Linked DNA regions of Triticum aestivum: region 1 is linked to region 2. The links are chromatin contacts, called in public Hi-C maps. All regions are on one chromosome and are shown on one strand. Each heading gives the region's core, a stretch centred on a gene start, on an enhancer-like site or on the middle of the called end of the contact. The rest is flanking DNA. Distances are from core to core; before and after follow the strand shown.

What was found. A called contact is a pair of places that touch in the nucleus more often than the background predicts.
Region 1: a contact with region 2 is called in a Hi-C map of leaf, with 2.6 times the contacts expected there. The contact joins the promoter of LOC123164563 here to the promoter of LOC123165763 in region 2. A contact is called at or near these places in 3 of 5 Hi-C or Micro-C datasets (leaf and an unstated tissue).

The regions. Positions count from the first base shown.
Region 1 is chr7D:577,965,176-577,969,447 of IWGSC CS RefSeq v2.1, reverse strand. It overlaps LOC123164563 (protein JASON), which reads right to left and starts at 2,216. Exons shown (of 8, transcript XM_044582095.1): 1 at 1,986-2,216; 2 at 1,821-1,881; 3 at 1,629-1,702; 4 at 236-328; 5 at 93-163; 6 at 1. The coding sequence starts at 2,111.
Region 2 is chr7D:577,792,088-577,796,553 of IWGSC CS RefSeq v2.1, reverse strand. It overlaps LOC123165763 (peptidyl-prolyl cis-trans isomerase CYP59), which reads left to right and starts at 2,605. Exons shown (of 14, transcript XM_044583484.1): 1 at 2,605-2,907; 2 at 3,539-3,643; 3 at 3,832-3,949; 4 at 4,042-4,092; 5 at 4,189-4,280. The coding sequence starts at 2,810.

The DNA of each region.
Region 1 (4,272 bases), core at 967-3,466, 170 kb before region 2:
GCTGAAAGGTTGGCATAGACATCAATTATATAATATCATCAAACCATGTTAAAGAAAGTCCAAACACATAGGAAAAGTGGGTCAGTTATTACCATTCAGATGAATTAAGTCCGGATACTGATGTTCCTCCCATTGCAAGTGCATTGATGGACATGTCATCAGACTGCATATCCAAAAAGAAGGCATCAGAGATATGAAACTAATAAAAAAATTATTCCATAGATACTGTCCCCACCTCATTAGCGGATTCAGAATTACTTTCGTATGACACATTCCGAAGTTCAGCCGGGGTTTGCGATATTGTGCCATACAACTGGAGGTGAGCTGCCTGGGTGGATTTAAGAGCCACATGAAAATTTCAAATTAGGATAGAATATAAAAACGCCTCAGTTCTTGGAATATTTTACATACTCCCAAGCTCTGAAAACAAAGTCAGGTACTGCCAGAACGTAAAAAGTAAACAAATGCAGAAGATAAAAATATAAGAGATCATAACAGACTGTACATTTTGGTCAATAATACCAGCACCAGTGAGCTTTCCCAATAAGATAGGACTAGGAACGATGAAAAATTCTGGACTAAGCCCATATGTTCCAATGCTTAAAATAGAATTATTATCAGCAGGTGCAATGAGTAAAGCTCATGAACTCTTGAAAACATTGGATTTACTTATATAGCTACAAGACAATTAAAATGTAATTTTTACCGATATACTTTATGAAAATGCAAATGAAGCTGTGGGTATATTAGCTATCCCAGCCGCACATTTGCTTTCATGCAGTCAAAAAGGAACACAGGAAGGTTCTATCTTTTTTACCAGAACATATAAAAAGATGATTGACCATATACAACACCCAGTCCATGAAATTCCAGAACCATCCTTTTGTTTGGTCGTAACAAAGAACTAGCTATTTGCAGTGTGCATATGATAAAATACACTAACTAAAGCACTTGTAATGGAAAATTGTATGCCACAGGTTCACAGCTAGTAGGTACAGTGTGATATGGGTAAACCTAAACCCCTCCCTATAAATACAGGTACAATCAAATTCAATCTAAAGTGTTACCTTGTAGCAGATGGGTACCTAAAGGTAACAAATATTACAGTCAAAAAACGAAGCTAGATCCGCCGAACTACAATGGGACAGTCAAAATGGTCTTACACAAACATTCCCCACATGTGTGACTCAAAAGAGGGACATGTATTCATTCAGTTATTAGGCACTGTGTAAACTTAATCTCTCCATCTAAACTATCCACATACATTGTGCGCGTCGGGGAAATGCAGTAACACATATGCAATCACAACATCAGCCTGGAACCAGAATCTGACAGTCACTGTAACTGTAAGGAAGTGCACAACCATTCCCCACATCTGTGACCCAAAACAGGGGCAGAAGTTCACCTAGCTATCACTAGGCACTGTGTAAACTGTAATCTCTCCATCTAAACCATCCACATACATCATGCACATTGTGAAAACACAGGCGCAATCTGGAAACCTCGAGTTCTGAACCTAGAACTACAACCTGACAGACAGTAACAATAACCGCATAGCCATTCCATTCCTCACGCGTGTGACTGAAAAAGTAACAGAGATTCATTTAGCTGTGCTCCGGTAGGCATACCTCTCGCCTAAGCTCCTCGTCGGTGTCATCGCCATCTCGCAACTGCTCATTCGACCCTGTGCTCTCTGCAAAACCTGAAACAACACCACGCACACATCGAAACGAACGACGCAGGGGTCAACCACAGCACACCAATGACGAATCCATGAGGCCAAAATCGCAAATCCGACGGAGACAATCGAGGATACGAACCTTTCTCCTCGTCCGAGGCCGGGAGCGCCTCCCCTCCCCGGCCCTTGGGCACGAGCGGATCCTGCACAGACGCGAACGCACCAAAACATAAAATCATCACCGCCTGGGCTCGGAGCACGAACGAATCAAGGGGGAGAAGGAGAGGGAGAGATAGGGTTCGGTTACCCGGTGGGCGGAGGCGGGGCTGTCGTGGCCGGGGCGGCGGCGGAACCAGGAGAGGAAGCAGTCGACGAGGACGGCGTCGAAGAAGGCGACCACCGCCCTCACCAGCGCCTCCGCGCACCCGCACATCGGGGCTCCGCCGGGGGCCTAGGGTTCCGCCGCGCCGCCGCGGGATCGGGACGGGATGGGGACGGAGGCGAGTCGGCCGTTTGAAATGGGACACGAGGAGGAGAGGAGGAGGGGACCGGAGAGAGGTAGCCGTAGTGAGAGAAACTCGAAGAAGCCCGGGGCGGCGGGCCGGGCCCAGGGGGTTTCGGCCCGGTTCGTCGGCAGGGGGCTTTGTCACCGCGGCCCAGCTCTTCTGCCGTCATTACTGGGCCGTCCCGTGGTAATCTGCCTGGGCCGTAGATGCGTTCTTCTTTTTTTGCGAATAGGGCCGTAGATGCGTTCGGACAACGAACGAACGGGTCGCGGTCGCGGGCTGTGTGGTGCGATGGTTTGACCGCTGTGGTGGATTCGCCGGGTGGGAGAGAAGTCCGCCTCCAGAATGAGCGAGGAACACTGTAGACACGAGGAAAAATGGTTCCCGGACGCCGACTGTTCACCGGCCGCGGGGATTTCCTGCGGATTCCGGCGACGAACTCCGCGGAAAAAGATGTGGCTGCGAGCTGGGCTTGGCACCGCCTCTTTGACGTTGCGCCAAGGAGTAAAGAAAGAAGTTACGTGGGGATCCGCTTAAGTTACCTGTCAATTAACTCACCGCGTCCGGCCCCTTCTCCCCACCTTCCTGAACTTTCATTCGGAATAGGGCTAAATGGGTTAGATCACACGTTTCTCGTGTGTCATCACAATATTTGATTTTTATGTGCCGATCGACTAACTCGCATAAAAAGACGCGGCCGCGAGCTAGGCTTGGCACCGCCTCTTTGACATTGCACCAAGGAGAAAAGAAGTTACGTGAAGGATCCGCTCAAGTTACTTGTCAATTAACTTGCCGCCTTCTCTTCTCCCTCCCTTCCCGAGCTTTCACCTGGAAGCGGGTTAAATGGGTTAGAGCACACGTTTCGCGTGTGTCGTTGCAGTGTTTGAGTTTTATGCGCCGACCGGCTAGTTGCTCTAGTGCGTAGTGCATCGACTGGTTCGCCAAGGATTTAGTTCGGTGCGCCAAAGAGGCCTGGGGAGTTTCGGCCCGGTTCATCAGCAGGGCTTCGTCGCTGCGGCCCAGCTCTTCTGTCTCCACTAGGCCGTCCTTTGGTAATCAGCTTGGGCTGCAGATGCGTTCGGGCAACGAACGAATGGGTTGCGGTCGCGGGCTGGTATGATGCGACGTGATTTGACCGCTGTGGTGTGGATTTGGGTGGGAGGGAAGTCGGCGTCGAGAATGAGCGAGGAACACTGTTATCACGAGGAAAATAGTTCGGTGCGCCAAAGAGGCCTGGGGAGTTTCGGCCCGGTTCATCAGCAGGGCTTCGTCGCCGCGGCCCAGCTCTTCTTTCTCCACTGGGCCGTCCTTTGGTAATCAGCTTGGGCTGCAGATGCGTTCGGGCAAAGAACAAATGGGTTGCGGTCGCGGGCTGGTACAATGCGACGTGATTTGACCGCTGTGGTGTGGATTCGGGTGGGAGGGAAGTCGTCGTCGAGAATGAGCCAGGAACACTGTAGTCACGAGGAAAATTGTATCTCAGACGCCGACTATTCACCGGCCGCGGGGATTTCCTGCGGATTCCGGCGACGAACTCGCGGAAAAATATGTGATTGCGGGCTAGGCTTGGCACCGCCTCTTTGACATCGCATCGAGGAGGAAAGAAGTTACGTGGGGATATGCTCAAGTTACCCGACTCCCCTTTACCCGGAAGCAGGCTAGATGGGTTAGATCACGCATTTCTCGTGTGTCATCGCAGTGTTTGAGTTTTTGTCGCTGACCGACTAGTTGCTCTAGCGCGTAGTATGCGATTCTTTTCCGGTAAACAAAAAAACCGTTTAGGTTAGTATGCGATTTGGTGCATCGACTGGTTCGCCAAGGATTTAGTTCGGTGCGCCAAAGAGGCCTCTGCGGAGGTCTCTGAATGTTTTGGCTTGTCTTCAACAGCTTCTTTGGGCTCGCCCTGCTACCATCGAGAGTAATCATGTTGCCACATGTCTATCCCTCGATCCAATTTTCGAGGCAAAGTCTGGCTTCACTCAGAGCTAACCATGTAAAGTAGATAGTGTTTTGTGAGTGAGAGGGGGCTATGTTTTATAAACCATGGTCCAAAGACCTCACTCTAGTACTCCCATCATTTCTCTATAT
Region 2 (4,466 bases), core at 1,356-3,855:
TCATTGTATGCATGCACATTACATGCATATTTGAGCCGTTTTATGTATTTACATTACACACAATGTTCGTGATCAAAGATCATGCGCATATATATCATCCCGGACACTTTGGGCGCGAGGCCTGACAAACTGAATGTGCCACAATCGTGCATTTCAAGGTGTAGCATGTCCAACTAGTTTTGCTTAGTACGGCGATGTAGAAACTATCAAGAACTTGTGCCCCCATGTTGCACCGTAGAGGGCGACTTCAGCCTTAACCCTATAGCCTCTCCCGTGTCTCTCCTTGCTGGCGTCAGCAGCCGCGAGGCCGCTACCGAGTGTTTGTCGTTCTATGAGTCTTAATGCACGGGAGCACTCTTTTTGTTTGTTTTGGTTGCGCTTTTCAAGTTCCCTTCCATGTGGGGCTCTCTTTTGGCATGCCTTTGGTGATGATGTAGTGCGGGGTTGTAGTTCCATGATGCATTGATTGTTTATGGCGCATCCTCGAGGTAGGTACCCCAAATAAATCTAGGGGATATGTGTGTGTGGGGGGGGGGGCAAATATGCCTCATGGTAGGTTTGGTGGTGGCCAGGCCTGACGCCAGGTGATGCGGAAAAGGGTGTCGGGTGTTGTTCGTGTGGGTATCGTTGATCAGGAGCTTAGCTTGGATCTGGTTTCAAATATTTGGAGAGTAGCACACGGTGAAGGTGGTGAGCTGTGGGGTGTGCCCATTGGTGCAAGTTGGAGGGGATCATGGCAACTCCAAGTGAAATATTGTGCAAGTATTGAATAGAACGAACTATAGCGATGCGCACTAGTACCATTGACATCAGTGGATGCATGCATGTGCGTCATTGCGACGTTGCTCTCCCCCATGGTCTTGGGTGACCAACCAATGGAGATGTTTATTGTTCCCACTCTTTGGACGTGGCTCGAAGCCGACTGTGGTTGGTGGATTGCTGACGAGGGGATATTTGGGCATCTACTTTGGATTATTTAGTGTGCAATGTGTGGCAACGACTGTGGTGGCAAGAAGAGTATGGTATTGGTCTGCCATTTTGTCACAAGGCCGGATGCGCAAATCGAAGTTGTCATGTCCCGAACACGGTGGTCCAAAATAAAATGAGTTCAGCATAGGAGGAATTGTATTGAAATTAAATAGGAGGTGGTGAGGTTCGAATGGGTTGTTTAGTCCACCACTTGTGGTACTAACCAAACCAATAAGAATACATACCTTTCTCAACATAGTTAGAATGATTGGTGTATTGGTGGTAGTTCATGATTGTTGAAATTGTTGTATTAACCACGACGGTGGTGACTATGTCATTTATGGATGGCCTCGATGGATAATTCTTCCCAACTTGTGTCAGTTTGTGATGATGGCACAGGTCATGTGGTGGTGCCTTTGTGTGGGGGTGCTATAGGTTTTGTTCTCACCGGTCTATCTTAAGCTAACATGCAACTTTTTTTGATTCACTGGTAAAAGGCAAAATAATTCACCAAGGTTCATGGGCCAAATTGGTCTGTGGGCCTAAGGCCCGGTACGCCAAGGCTCTTTGGGCATCTCGGATTCCGTCCAAAGTCTGCATTTTCCTGTGGCAGGCTGCTCAAGACCGTCTACCAACGGCCATCAATCTTAAAAAGTGTCATGACTAGAGCAATGGTTGGAGTGTTATGGGCGATGCGCCAGAGGGCACTAGTCACATCCTGTTCCGTTGTACCCCAGCTAAATTTCTCTGGAGTTGTGTCCGAGATTGCTTCAGATACAACCAGAATCCTAACTCTATGTTCGATATCCTTACACTGTTAAAATCCACCTGAGGTCAAGAACGACGTTTAGCTTGAAGAACATTTAGTGCCTCAGCTTGGACGCTTTGGACTACTCAGAATAAGTTGGCTACTGAGGGAACTATCCCATCCCACCATGCTAACTATATTTTCAAATGGTTTCTACTTATACACGGTTGCGGTTTCTAGGGAAGAGGAAGGGTAGTGATGCGGTGGCGAACATTCTTCTCAAGATCAAGCAGCTTCATACCTACCACAGGAGCTAGATCAGCCCGTCTCGGTGCCGTGCTAGTGCTCTTCTATGAGTCGCACCTTGTGTCCATGGGTTTTTATCTTTGCTTTACTTTCCATCCTTTCGATTCATGGTCTGTATGTACTTTGGTCATTATTGGCTTTATTTGTTTAAAACCGGGCACTTCTTGTGTTCGTTTCAAAAACAAATCGCCATCAAACTGGGAAACTAAAGCTCAAAAAATTGGAAATAAACTGGATCTCGAAGCAAAATTTGGATTGAATGTTAAATAATTTGAATCGAATATGGACGCTCTCAACAACCGAGCTAACTCAACACTTCCTACGATTAAAAAAAAAACCCTACTAGCCCTACCCTTTTCCCTCCTATTCTCTCTCAATATCGATGAAATTTTTGGTAAGCGGCCATGACGCTTGTGTACCCAAAGCATGAAGAACCTGCTCTCTGAATTCCCAACCGTCATGTTTCCAACGCAAAAAAATTCCAGCCGTCCGATCTTTCACGGACGGCATAGATCTACTGGATTCCATTCCAATTCTCCCAGCGACGTACTTTTCCAGAAAACCCTCTCGATTTTTTGCCTCTCCACACCAAGCCCTCCTCGGCGGGGATTGTTTCCAAGAAGTTAGGGTTGGGATTGTCACGGCGTGCCCTCCTCGGCGGCGCTCCGCCGGCGCCCGAATCCCCTCTCCAATCCCCAGCGCCACCAAACTCCCGCCGCCTCCTCGCCCCCCCCTCCCGCACCGCACCCGCCGCCGCCGTTCGCTTGCCGCCGGCGAGGGGCGAAGATGTCGGTCCTGATGGTCACGAGCGTGGGCGACATCGAGCTGGATCTCCACACCGACCTGTGCCCCCTCACCACCAAGAACTTCCTCAAGCTCTGCAAGTAAGCACCCTTACATAGAGCTCGTTCTCTGTGCGGTTTCTTTTGGTCTGTATGCGCCACACGGCCGGCTTCTAATTGATTGATTTCGTCTCTGATTAAGCGGGCAAGTTCGCTGCCAGTTTGGCTGTAGTTTAGTGTTGTGCGGTGCCTGGATTGATTCGAGATTGCCTGTAGCTGTAGGTGCGACTCGTGTGTCCCCGTAGCTCTGCGAGTCTTCCTCCGGTGCTCGTTTCTGGTTGCTTAGTGATACCGTGAACATCTTATATAAGGTCAGCTGCATTGGGGATCAGCGGATCGGCCTCTAATTTTACCTCATTTCAAGCAGGCGGAGCTCTAGTCGCCATCTGATGCTTAGTGCTGTTATGTTTGATTTCATAATTATCTATGACATTATCAGAACTGAATAGAGATTGTGCTGTGGGCCTTGTGTGCCTTATTGTGATGTAGCTCTTGTTTGTTTCTAGTGGCTTGTTTCCAACCTGCTGTAGTAGATTTAGGATTCCAGATTACAGTGATTATAGATGTGTCTGCTGTTCTTACCACACATAATGGACGGCAGGAGTTCATGGAGTGAGTTGATTATTAGTAATCAGGGTACTCATTCTTTGACATTATGCTTTGACTTAAACAGAATGAAGTATTACAATGGGTGTCTGTTCCACAAGGTGGAGAAGGATTTCTTGGCACAATCTGGAGACCCGACAGGAACTGGCAGTGGTGGTGATTCCGTGTACAAGTGAGCATTGTTTTACCAAACTCTCAATATATGTATTCCCCTCAATTTATGTTTTTGTGTGTGCGCGTGCGTGTGTGTTACTAAGCTCTGAACCATATAATTTGGTCTTTTGTGTTCGATATTTACTTGAATTTAGGCTGGCTACTACTGTCAAAGATATGTCTGAAAGCTGAATCTTCTTTCTCCAGGTACCTTTATGGTGATCAAGCTCGATTTTTCAATGATGAGATCCGTCCGGAATTAAGGCACTCAAAAACTGGCACTATTGCTATGGCAAGTGCTGGTGAGAATTGCAATGCCTCACAGGTACAATATTACAACGCTACCGATCTTTAATTTTTGAGGACATACGTCTGCCTGTTTTTAACTTCTTAATATCTATTTTTGATTTTTTTTAGTTCTACATCACCTTGCGGGATGATGTCGACTACCTTGACGACAAGCACACGGTTAGTAGTACCTTATTCACAGTTTTCTTTTTTCCGGCTGGGTGAGAGGTTGATAATTCCTTCAGTGAGTTCATCGTTTTGTTCTGTCAATTGCAGGTCTTTGGGACAGTTGCTGAAGGTCTTGACACACTGACAAAGATAAATGAAGCATATGTTGATGATAAAGGAAGACCGTTCAAGGACATAAGGTAGAATATTCACACCTGTGGTAAATTGCATATAGGACATTATCGGGCTGTTTGATTTGGTGCCCTTGAGAATCAAAAGTTTGGCACCCTTCTCAAGCTGTGGCTGCTTAATTTTTTTATCTGCTATATGGTTTGATGTCAAAATTTTAGGTTATGTTCTATCTATCCCCCAGTTCATTTTTGGAG